3 separate regions of the Mus musculus genome follow, and regions 1 and 2 are each linked to region 3. A link is a contact called in public HiChIP or PLAC-seq data. All regions are on one chromosome and are shown on one strand. The core of a region is the stretch at or near the end of the contact, and the rest is flanking DNA. Distances in the headings are between cores, read along the strand shown.

Evidence for each region. HiChIP or PLAC-seq counts read pairs in DNA pulled down with a chosen protein or histone mark.
Region 1: an H3K27ac HiChIP or PLAC-seq map of embryonic stem cells shows a contact between it and region 3, with 6 times the contacts expected there. The contact joins the promoter of 4933407K13Rik here to the promoter of Tbl1x in region 3. A contact is called at or near these places in 2 of 39 promoter capture datasets (cranial neural crest and embryonic stem cells), 2 of 484 Hi-C or Micro-C datasets (both in embryonic stem cells) and 6 of 115 datasets of contacts at active chromatin or transcription factors (embryonic stem cells, pro-B cells and stem cell-derived neural progenitor cells).
Region 2: an HNF4G HiChIP or PLAC-seq map of pancreatic cancer cells shows a contact between it and region 3. The contact joins the promoter of Pls3 here to the promoter of Tbl1x in region 3. A contact is called at or near these places in 1 of 39 promoter capture datasets (embryonic stem cells) and 2 of 115 datasets of contacts at active chromatin or transcription factors (embryonic stem cells and pancreatic cancer cells).

Annotation. Positions count from the first base shown.
Region 1 is chrX:75,763,314-75,766,152 of GRCm38.p6, reverse strand. 4933407K13Rik (RIKEN cDNA 4933407K13 gene) reads left to right here and starts at 1,454. Exons shown (of 9, transcript NR_029443.1): 1 at 1,454-1,627.
Region 2 is chrX:75,873,875-75,877,002 of GRCm38.p6, reverse strand. It overlaps Pls3 (plastin 3 (T-isoform)), which reads left to right and starts at 1,833. Exons shown (of 16, transcript NM_001166453.1): 1 at 1,833-1,955.
Region 3 is chrX:77,509,459-77,512,592 of GRCm38.p6, reverse strand. Tbl1x (transducin (beta)-like 1 X-linked) reads right to left here and starts at 1,366. Exons shown (of 16, transcript NM_020601.2): 1 at 1,324-1,366.

The sequences.
Region 1 (2,839 bases), core at 205-2,704, 1.7 Mb after region 3:
AGCTAGAGAAAGTACCCAAGGAGCTGAAGGGGTCTGCAACCCTATAGGTGGAACAACAATATGAACTAACCACTATCCCCCCAGAGCTCGTGTCTCTAGATGCATATGAAGCAGAAAATGGCCTAGTTGGCCATCATTGGGAAGAGAGGTCCCTTGGTCTTGCAAACTTTATATGACTCAGTACAGGGGAATGCCAGGGCCAAGAAGTAGGAGTGGGTGGGTAGGGTAGCAGGGCGGGCGGGGGAGGGTATAGGGAACTTTCAGGATAGCATTTGAAATGTGAATAAAGAAAATATCTAATAAAAAAGTGGTGTCAGGGGTGTGGGAAAGGGATGAATGAAGTAAATGGCACACACCTTATGAAAGTGTTGAGATGGAGGCCATTATTTTGTCTGATAATTTAAAAAATGTAACAAGAACAGTGCACGCACACACACACACACACACACACACACACACACACACTATCTGTTTTGATTTTCTTGGCTGCAAAGTAGAATGTGATGCTATGAAAACAGGAGGGAAATGGGAGGGTAGACTTAAGTACTTAGGTGGGGAGGGTTATGGGAGGGTAAAGTGTAGGTCAGGATAACCAAAAGGGATAAATAATAAGATGGATGTTTGAAAAAGCCATAATCACACCTATTATTTATAAGCTTTCTTAAATCAATCAATCTATCCATCCATCCATCCAACCATCTACCTACCTATATCCACAGGTGGTGACACACTTTTTAATCTTGGGCCTCAGGATGCAAATTCATGTGGGATCTATGTTAGCTCAAGGCCTTCTAGTCTACAGAGGGAGTTTGAGGATAGCCAAAGTAGCACAGAGAAACCCTGTCTTACTAATAAATTTAAAAAAAAAAATCCGGTGCCAAGTGTCTGAAACTTCCCTGTGAGTTTTGTAGTTTTATGGTCCAAGAGATTTCCCCAAACAATTCAGGGGTATTGCCATCAGTCTGGTTGCCTGCTAGAGCTTGGGGATATGACCCTAGTACTGGGCTGGAGAAACGATTCAGCAGTTAAGAGGTCCCACTGCTCTTCCAGAGGGCCCAGATACAATTCCCAGCATTTACATAGCAGCTCACGTCCATCTGTTTCTACAACTCCAGTTCCAAAAGGTTTAGTGCCTTCCCTCTCCGATCCTATTCTGGACATTTCAGGCACTAGGAATACATGTGGTACACAGACATGCAGGCAAAACATCCACAATGGCCTGGTGGCACAGAACTCTAATGCTTATTAAACCATATTTAAGCTGATTTTTTTCTGTAAATACTTTTGAGAATCTTGGATGGCTTTTTTTTCCGGTCATACGATTCCTTCAGTACTTAATGGATCCAAACAGCATCGCAGCGACTAGATAAAAGAGCTGTTCCCAGATCCCTGCCGCTTTCCCAGACCCATTGCTCCTCCTCTTTGAGACACCGGGGCGGATCTACGTAGTCTCATATCCGCAGGGCGGAGCGAGCACTCAGTAAGAAAGGATAGCTTTTCTCCCTTTTCTGCTTCGCTCCCAACTAAGAATGCAGAGTCAGGGAGATGGCGCAGAGACAATGCTGCTGTCCATTGAAGCCCTCCAAAGGTCGGAGATTCGATCACAGGACAGCCTGGCCTGGACCAAGTAAGTTTATCCCTACTCTCTGACTCCTTCTGAGATGCGGAAGGAGTTGGTGGATAGAGCGGTCTTTGTGCATCTCCTCTCCCCTCTGAGTGTGTAACCCTGAGCTGGGAGCCTTGGGCTTTAGAGCGCGCAGGGATCCCTCTGGGCAGAGGAGGGAACACCACGTGACTTGGCCTTGTTGGTGAGTTTAGGGATAGTGAGTTTTGTGCTCTGGGCAGCATCTGGAGAGCCTTGGTGGAAGAGCCTCATGGGGGACTCGGAAGCAGTTCCCTAGAACAGAATGCTGAGAAAGCTGAGAGGTTTCAGGGACCTTCACCCTAACCCACCGCTAGGGAGGTGCAGGTACTGGGGTGGTTTGAACTGTATAATTGTTAAAGCATGGGCTGCCCTGTGGGTGGCTGCTTCGACTCCCCAAACTTAACCACTAAGAACTTTTACTATTAGGGATGTTTTAAACAGACAGACAAGTAGACAGACAGACGGACCCTACAAACAGAAGCAGCAAAACCCTCTGCATTTGTGAGTGTGCATTGGCAAGTTCTCACAAAATAATCAGGGCCATTCTTTCTGTTTTTCGTTTTCTTTTTCTAGTTTTGTTTTTGTTTTTTTTTTTTTTTTCCCCGAGGCATGGTGGTCTCTGTGTGTAGTTCTGGCTGTCCTGGAACGCACTCTGTAGACCAAGCTGGACTCAAACGCATGGAGATGCCACTGCACTCTGCCTCCCAAGTGCTGGAACTAAAGGCGTGGGCCGCCACTGCCTGGTGCCCATGTACATCTTCATTGCTCTAGACTCTAGACTTGTGGACCTGGGCAGGTAGGAAATTATGGTTCTGCTGATTATTGCAGCACTGATTGTAGATACCGAAGCCTTGCACATACACGGAAAGCCACTCTGCTGCAGAATTGTATGCTCCTTGTAATAGTAAAGGAATAATTAAACTTGGAAATTAAAAAAAAAAGAAATGATTTGAGATACTAAGGTCTATAATAATACACAATGTGCCTAAGTCGAGCAAGTCCTATTTTAAAAGTAGGTCAGATGCTATGTATTTATAGGAATGTCTGCATTTGTGTGAAAGTGTATACAAGATACTTGTATTTCTTGTTATTCATACCAAAGGAGAAGTAATGAAGTGATAGATATAGTTCCTATTTACCACAATAACTACTATATTCAAATACAGTACTTTTTTTGCTGAGTTTTAAATCATA
Region 2 (3,128 bases), core at 584-3,083, 1.6 Mb after region 3:
ATGTGCACGGCAATACACCATGTGCTGAACCCAGACAGACGCAGGACAACATCGCCAATAACAGAGATATATTATCTCAGAAAAGCATGAGTGCTTACACATTTCTTCTTCACCTTTCTGTGCCTTTTGTAAGGTCTCCTAGTTGGCTAATCACTGACTAATATTTAACAGGGCCTTTCCCCAGTGCCAAGTGTTTCCCTGCTGGTCGAGCCTCTAGACAAGGTGGCCTCCCTCATTTAAGAAGGCCTAGTATTCACTACAAGCCCTATGCTTCCCCTATCCCCATCCTCCCGGCCTTCATTTCACTATGTAGCACAGGTTAGCTTTGAACACTTCAGCAATCCTCCTGCCTCAGTTTCCTTGTCCAGAGCTCCTCTATAAAAAGGTCTAATTATAAGTTTTAGATATACTGGGACAAAACATATATTACTTAAATTAATTTTAACTTTATACTTTTTATGATAAAATCCTTGTAAATACTTCCTGGATCATACAACTTTTATTAGTTCACATACATTGCATTTTATTTATTTATTTATTTATTTATTTATTTATTTATGTGTGTGTGCGCTGCATTGCACATATTTCAAGGCACATGAGTGGAAGTCAGAGGGCAGCTCTCTCCTTCCACCATTTAGGACAGCTTGGCAAGTGCCTTTCCACACTAAGCTCTTTTGCTGGCCCTTGAATTCAATTTTTAAGCTCCTCATACTGTCGAATTCTTCCCTGGCATATGTAACATGGAACTTACCTGAACCAACTTTAAATTTTTACCAAACTTCCCAACAGACTCTTCCTGGTCAACAACAACAATGTGCTTAGGGTTGGAACGCTGCCAAGCAGGAAGTACTGGGGGGGGGGGGTTCTATGGTTCTCATATAAAACAATCTAGCTAGGGTTCAGAGGGACACTTAGACTTTTGGCCCTCCAAGCTCATTTTGGAGCTAGGATGAGCCCATGGATCGAAAAACAAACAGAGAGGAACCCAGTGTAGATGATGGCACAGGGGCAGAACCGTGGGCAACAGAAAAGGTGTCCCCCAATTGTTTCTGGGGAAAGGACACCCACCAGAGGAGACCCACTTAGGGACTACTCCAGTGCAACCAAGTGATGTCTACCACTTCTTCCTTCTCTCACTCACCTCTCACTCCTCCCTCTCAAGGACAAAGCTACCAGACAAGTGATTTAGGCCAACAATTCATTTGGCTGGTGCCAGGAACACACGGGCCTTTCCCTGACTATGATGAAATGGGCGTGCTGGCGGTAGGTGGTTATTCCAGTACTAGATTGTTGAGAACGCCAATTTGAGGCTACCTAGTATGATCCTCTCTCAAAACAAACCAAGCAAAAACAAAGGGGCAGTAGCTGGGAGGTTCCCCAGTTGGAGTCCTTTGGTGTCAGGTCTGAAGAAATCAAAGCGAAGTACTATACCTTCCCAATGATGAGAAAAAGAAAGAAAGAAAAAAAAAAAACCGGCACCGTAACCCCCCCCCCCCCCGCCAACCCCATACCTGACTTAACTAGGAGACGTTCAAACATGCTCCGAATTTCCCAACTTTACAGTTATTTCAGTAATGTTTGTGAAACATGCATTCCACGCCAAGCCTTGTAGATTTACTTCTAAGTTCTTCCACCAGGTAGGGAATGGAAAAACAGGCTTGCAAACAGAGTTCCAGTCCCCATCCCTCCTCATTGCCCATCCCTGCTGCTGCCGGGTCTCTCAGTTCCCCCACCCAGTTGATGTGACAGGCTCCTGGCCCAATCCTCTTCCTGGTTCCCAGGCCGCTGTGAACACCATCTGAGCCAATGGCTGTGGCCGCAGGGCGGAGGAGGCTGGCAAGAGGGGAGGGAGCGCTGGCTTTAGAAGCACAGCTGCAGAGATTCCTAGGGGCAGAAGTTGTCTGAGTGCTTGGTCGGAAGCTGTAGAGCCAGATCAGCGACTCTGCGACTTTTACGTAAGTGCTTTGCAGTTCCAAGGGCTCGAGGGGAGCCGGTTTCCTGGGCGTGGGTAAGAGTGGGTCCTGGTGAGAGCATCTCCGGGAACCTTAGCAGGAACGTGTGTTATACTAGGGGACGGGGGTTGGGCAAAGGGGGAGATCGAAGAAAATTTCATCTGGAGTCTGAGGCTCGGCTCCCGGGCGATCCTCGCCAACGGAATGGGTGGGAGCTCCAAAGGGTTCCTTATTACCACCCTCTGCCATCACTTTTTCTGCTCTTCGCTGCGACTGCTCTCTAGTTCCTCCTAACTTGTTGCCCACCACAGACCGAAGGGCTTAAAAGCCAACACTTACCCAGATTCCCTAAGGCAGCGACCACCCCTGAAGTGGAAATCCTAAGCCTATCTTCCCTCTGCCTTCCATTTCCAGCTACAGCCATTCTTCAATCCATCCCTCCCTCCCTCCCTCCCTCCCTCCCTCCCTTCCTCCTCAGCCGCTGGAAAATCCCAGAGCTAGCAGCGTAGGTCGCTTCCCGCTAGTTCCAAATCGCCCGCTCTAGGTGACCCGGCGGGTTTCTGAGGACCCCGAGGCTCCCAAAGAGGCGGGGCGCGGAGCGGGTGCGGTACCCCCCCCCCCCCCAGGAACCTGGCCTCGGCGGCCCACCTTCTGCCCTCTCCTCTCCCCAGCCCTTAGGCTGAGCTTCGGGACTGCGCCGCGACTCCCTATGAGTAAGCAGTTTTTTGGTTTTTTTGTTTGTTTGTTTTGTTTTTTGTTTTTTTTTTTGTTTTTGTTTTTGGTGTTTTGTGTGTGTGTTGTTGTTGTTGTTGTTTTGTTTTGTTTTTCCTTTCGGTGGCAGAAGCTTTCCAGGCTAGCCCGGAGGTACCTTTTGGTTCTCTCCCCTAGCAGCGCCCTGGCGGTCAGCTTGAGTCCCGATGGCTCTGGTTGTGCAACTCAGAGCTAGCGAGCAGGGCTGCAGCACCCGGGACCGCTCTGGGACCCCTGGGAGGCTGAGCCGAGATGGTGGCTGAAGCCCCATTCCCAGACTCAGCTGCACTTGCCTGTGTTTACTTTTCTCCGCCTGCTTACTTTAGCGACCTAATGAGAGGCCTGAGGACGCCGACTAGCCCTGCGGTCGCCAGTCCCAAAGTTGCTGCTGCTGCTCCACTAGCTCAAGTGTTGGCGGTTCTGAAC
Region 3 (3,134 bases), core at 117-2,616:
AGTGCCATCTACACTCAACACTATTTCATACCTTGATATGTGTCTTTAGAAATGACCAATGGTAAATTTCATAGGCTCACCAAGACCTATTTGCTACCCTAAACCAAGACTGGGGGGGGGGGGGAGTAGGACAAAGCACTCACTCCTCCTCCTGTATTCTTGTGTCCTCTTTTAAGTTAAACCAGGGACTAGCTCAGAGAAAAACACTAGTCAGGTCAAGGCACACACACCAAAGCAGAACAGAAACAAACACTTGCACTAGCAGTATGGCTTAGGTTTTGGTTAGGGGGAGGGGAGCTGTTTTAGGTTTTGCCCCACAACACTTGGTCAGAAAGAAACAAGCCGACCCTAACTGCGGAATTTACAGTGCGGAGGCCTCTGAGAACGCCAGACGCTGGGGGAAAAAAAAAAAGAAAAAGAAAAAAAGAGAGAGAGAGGGAAAAAAAAAAGCCCCAAGCTCCTGATTGCTCACTGGTCACGCACGTGAAGCCCAGGCCCCATCCAGCACCAGCGGGCCTGTAGTCTCCTCCTAAAGTTGTCACAAAACCCGAAGATCACCGACGTTCAAAGGCGCACCCCTCCTACATAAACTCCTGCTCCCAGCACCCTTCTCTACGTAAGGGAAATTCCTAAGACGAGGATGTGGGTGAGTGCAGATCTGGAGAACCCCTCCCCAGCCCCAAAGCAACAGGTTTACACCCTCCCCAGGCCGTACTGGGCGGTCCCTCTCCCTCACCTAGCCAGAGGAGCCGCCCTCCGTCGTTGTCACCCCCCCACACACACCCTGGTCCCCGAGACCAGGCCTGGGAGTAGGTATGGGGAGGGGGCTCCCGGACTTCCCTGACAGTTTGCGCCTCGGAAACTGATCACAAACGGGCCAGCCACTATCCCCCGCGCGCCGCCGCGCGTCCACCGTGTTCCGGGAGCGCCGGCCCGCGCCTCGAGGATGAATGAGGCTCCCCTCCCCCACAAGGGGATCCCGCGCGGCCCCCAAGTCCCAGGGCGACGCGGGTCAGCCCAGCCAACCCCCTCTGGAGCCTCAGACAAAGAGATGCTGGGACGAACTGCAGAGCGTCCCTAAACTTGCCTTTCCCTCTCCCCAAAACAAAGGCGCACCCAGGCCTTTCCCGCCCCCCGCGCGCGCGGCCACTTCGGGGAGCGGCCGCCCCAGAGGTATTGTTCGGCGTGCAGGGAGCGCGCCCAACCTGGGGTTGGGGGGGCACACGGGAACTTGCCCCTCCTGAAGCTTCAGGGCCCGCGATTGGGGTCACCACCGCGCCCCTCGGCCCGAGAAGTTTGAGCCCCTGCCCGGCGTGTACTCACCTCGCCGCGAGCCGTGCAACTTGTGGCCGCGCACTCAGCGTACTGGCGGGTCCACCGTCACCAACCCCGGGCCGCGCGGAGGCCGACGAGGGCCAAGCGCCCCGGAGCAGCCGCGCGCTACCCCTGGCCCGCCACCTAGTCCACGAGAAGAGCTAGCGCTGGAAAGTTTCGGTGGCGAATGGCGGCCGGAGGGCGCTGCAGCGGCGGCGGGGCGGGGGCGCTGGCGGCTTGTCGCTCCCGAGCGTCGAGACTGGGGGGGGCTGGGCTGGGAGCGGCGGCGGCGGGAGAGGGCGGGACGGCGGGAGGGACCGACACGGCCAGTGACCTCCGCTGGGAGCGGACGCGAGCAAGCCTACCCAGGCTGGGAGACGTGCCAAGAGGGTCGACAGCGCGCCGCCCTCCCCAGACACCTGGAAGAGGCTCTCTACAGCCCTGCCCTCCCCCACCGCGTGCCCGCCGGCCCCTCCCCGAGCTCCTTGGGGGGGCAGCGTCCCCACGCGGCAGCCCCTCCCCCCAGTAAGGGCTAGGACGCCAGGCCCGCCCTTCCCCGGACCAAGTCCAGACCCAGCCCCCCGGGGGCAGGGAAAAGACTTACATCTCGGCACAGTTCTTCACCCTAAAGCCTCCCCACCCCCACCTCTCCCCGCCCCAAGCCCAAGGTGGAGGAGGGAAGCCTGAGCATTGCCCTCTGGGCCCCAACCAGGCCCCTACCAGGCTCAGAGAGGAATGAGGGGGGAACAGGGCCCCTACACGGATACTCAATCCCACACCCCTCACGCCAAGGTGGCTCGGGAGGAGGGGGGATGGGAACAAGGGCCACCCTGAAGATTTAAAGAGGGAATGGTAACCCAAGCCACTGAAAGTGTTACCCTCCCCCACCTCAAAAGATGAAGCCGCCCAGCTAGCCTAGAAGGTTCTCGTGTAACACCATCTCCAAGCGCATCTTCTTCAAAATTAACGACATAAAGCATCCCCCTCCCCAGTTGCCTTTACGCCCACCGCAAAAATTGAGGACTCGGGCGCAGCCATGACCTTTGCAAAACACCTCTCGGCCAATAGTCAGAAATGCATAGGGGAGACGCTTTAACACAAGACTAAGGCACAAATAAGCTGGGACTATGGAGGACTATGTTAGGGTACTGGGGCCCTCAAATCTGTAAATCCCCACCCCCAGGCCTGAAACCGCAGGCGCTGGCAAAGTGTTTTCTGTTGCCAAGGCTGGTAAGGCCCAGCCCTGGCGCTTCCTCTCTTCCACATCGGTGACGATTTCCCCCCATACTCCCGCCTTTAATTCAATTAAATAAATATTCGGCCCTCCTCCTCAGCACCTTTGGTGTCTGCCTTGCTGAGTATTTTTAAAATCAATTTGCCCCTCCCTTAGGCTTCTAATGAGCTCGGTGCTAAGCGCCCAGTAACACTCCGCAATTTAAACCCTAACCTCACTTGCTCCTTCCTTGAACACTAGGCATTTGTTGCTCTGGTAGTTGGGGGTGGAGGGGAGAACCTGGGGCGAGTTTTTAAGGGGCCGGTTCTCCATCAAAAAGGCGGACCTCAAATTTACCTTGCAAAATATTTCTACGAAACGTCAAATATGTCAAACGACTGTTGGTACACAGTTATTAGAGCGCATCAATAAAAAATCCACACTTACACAGTCTCCATAATTGTGAATCAGCAGTACACAGGCTTATTAGCTATCAGCTGCCATTCAAGCACCCCCACCCCCAAAGGACTTGGTAGGGCTCCCTTGAGCCTGCCCTTCTTAGCTCTTGGGCTCCTGAGCTTGTGCAGACTGATGCTGAGGTATTATG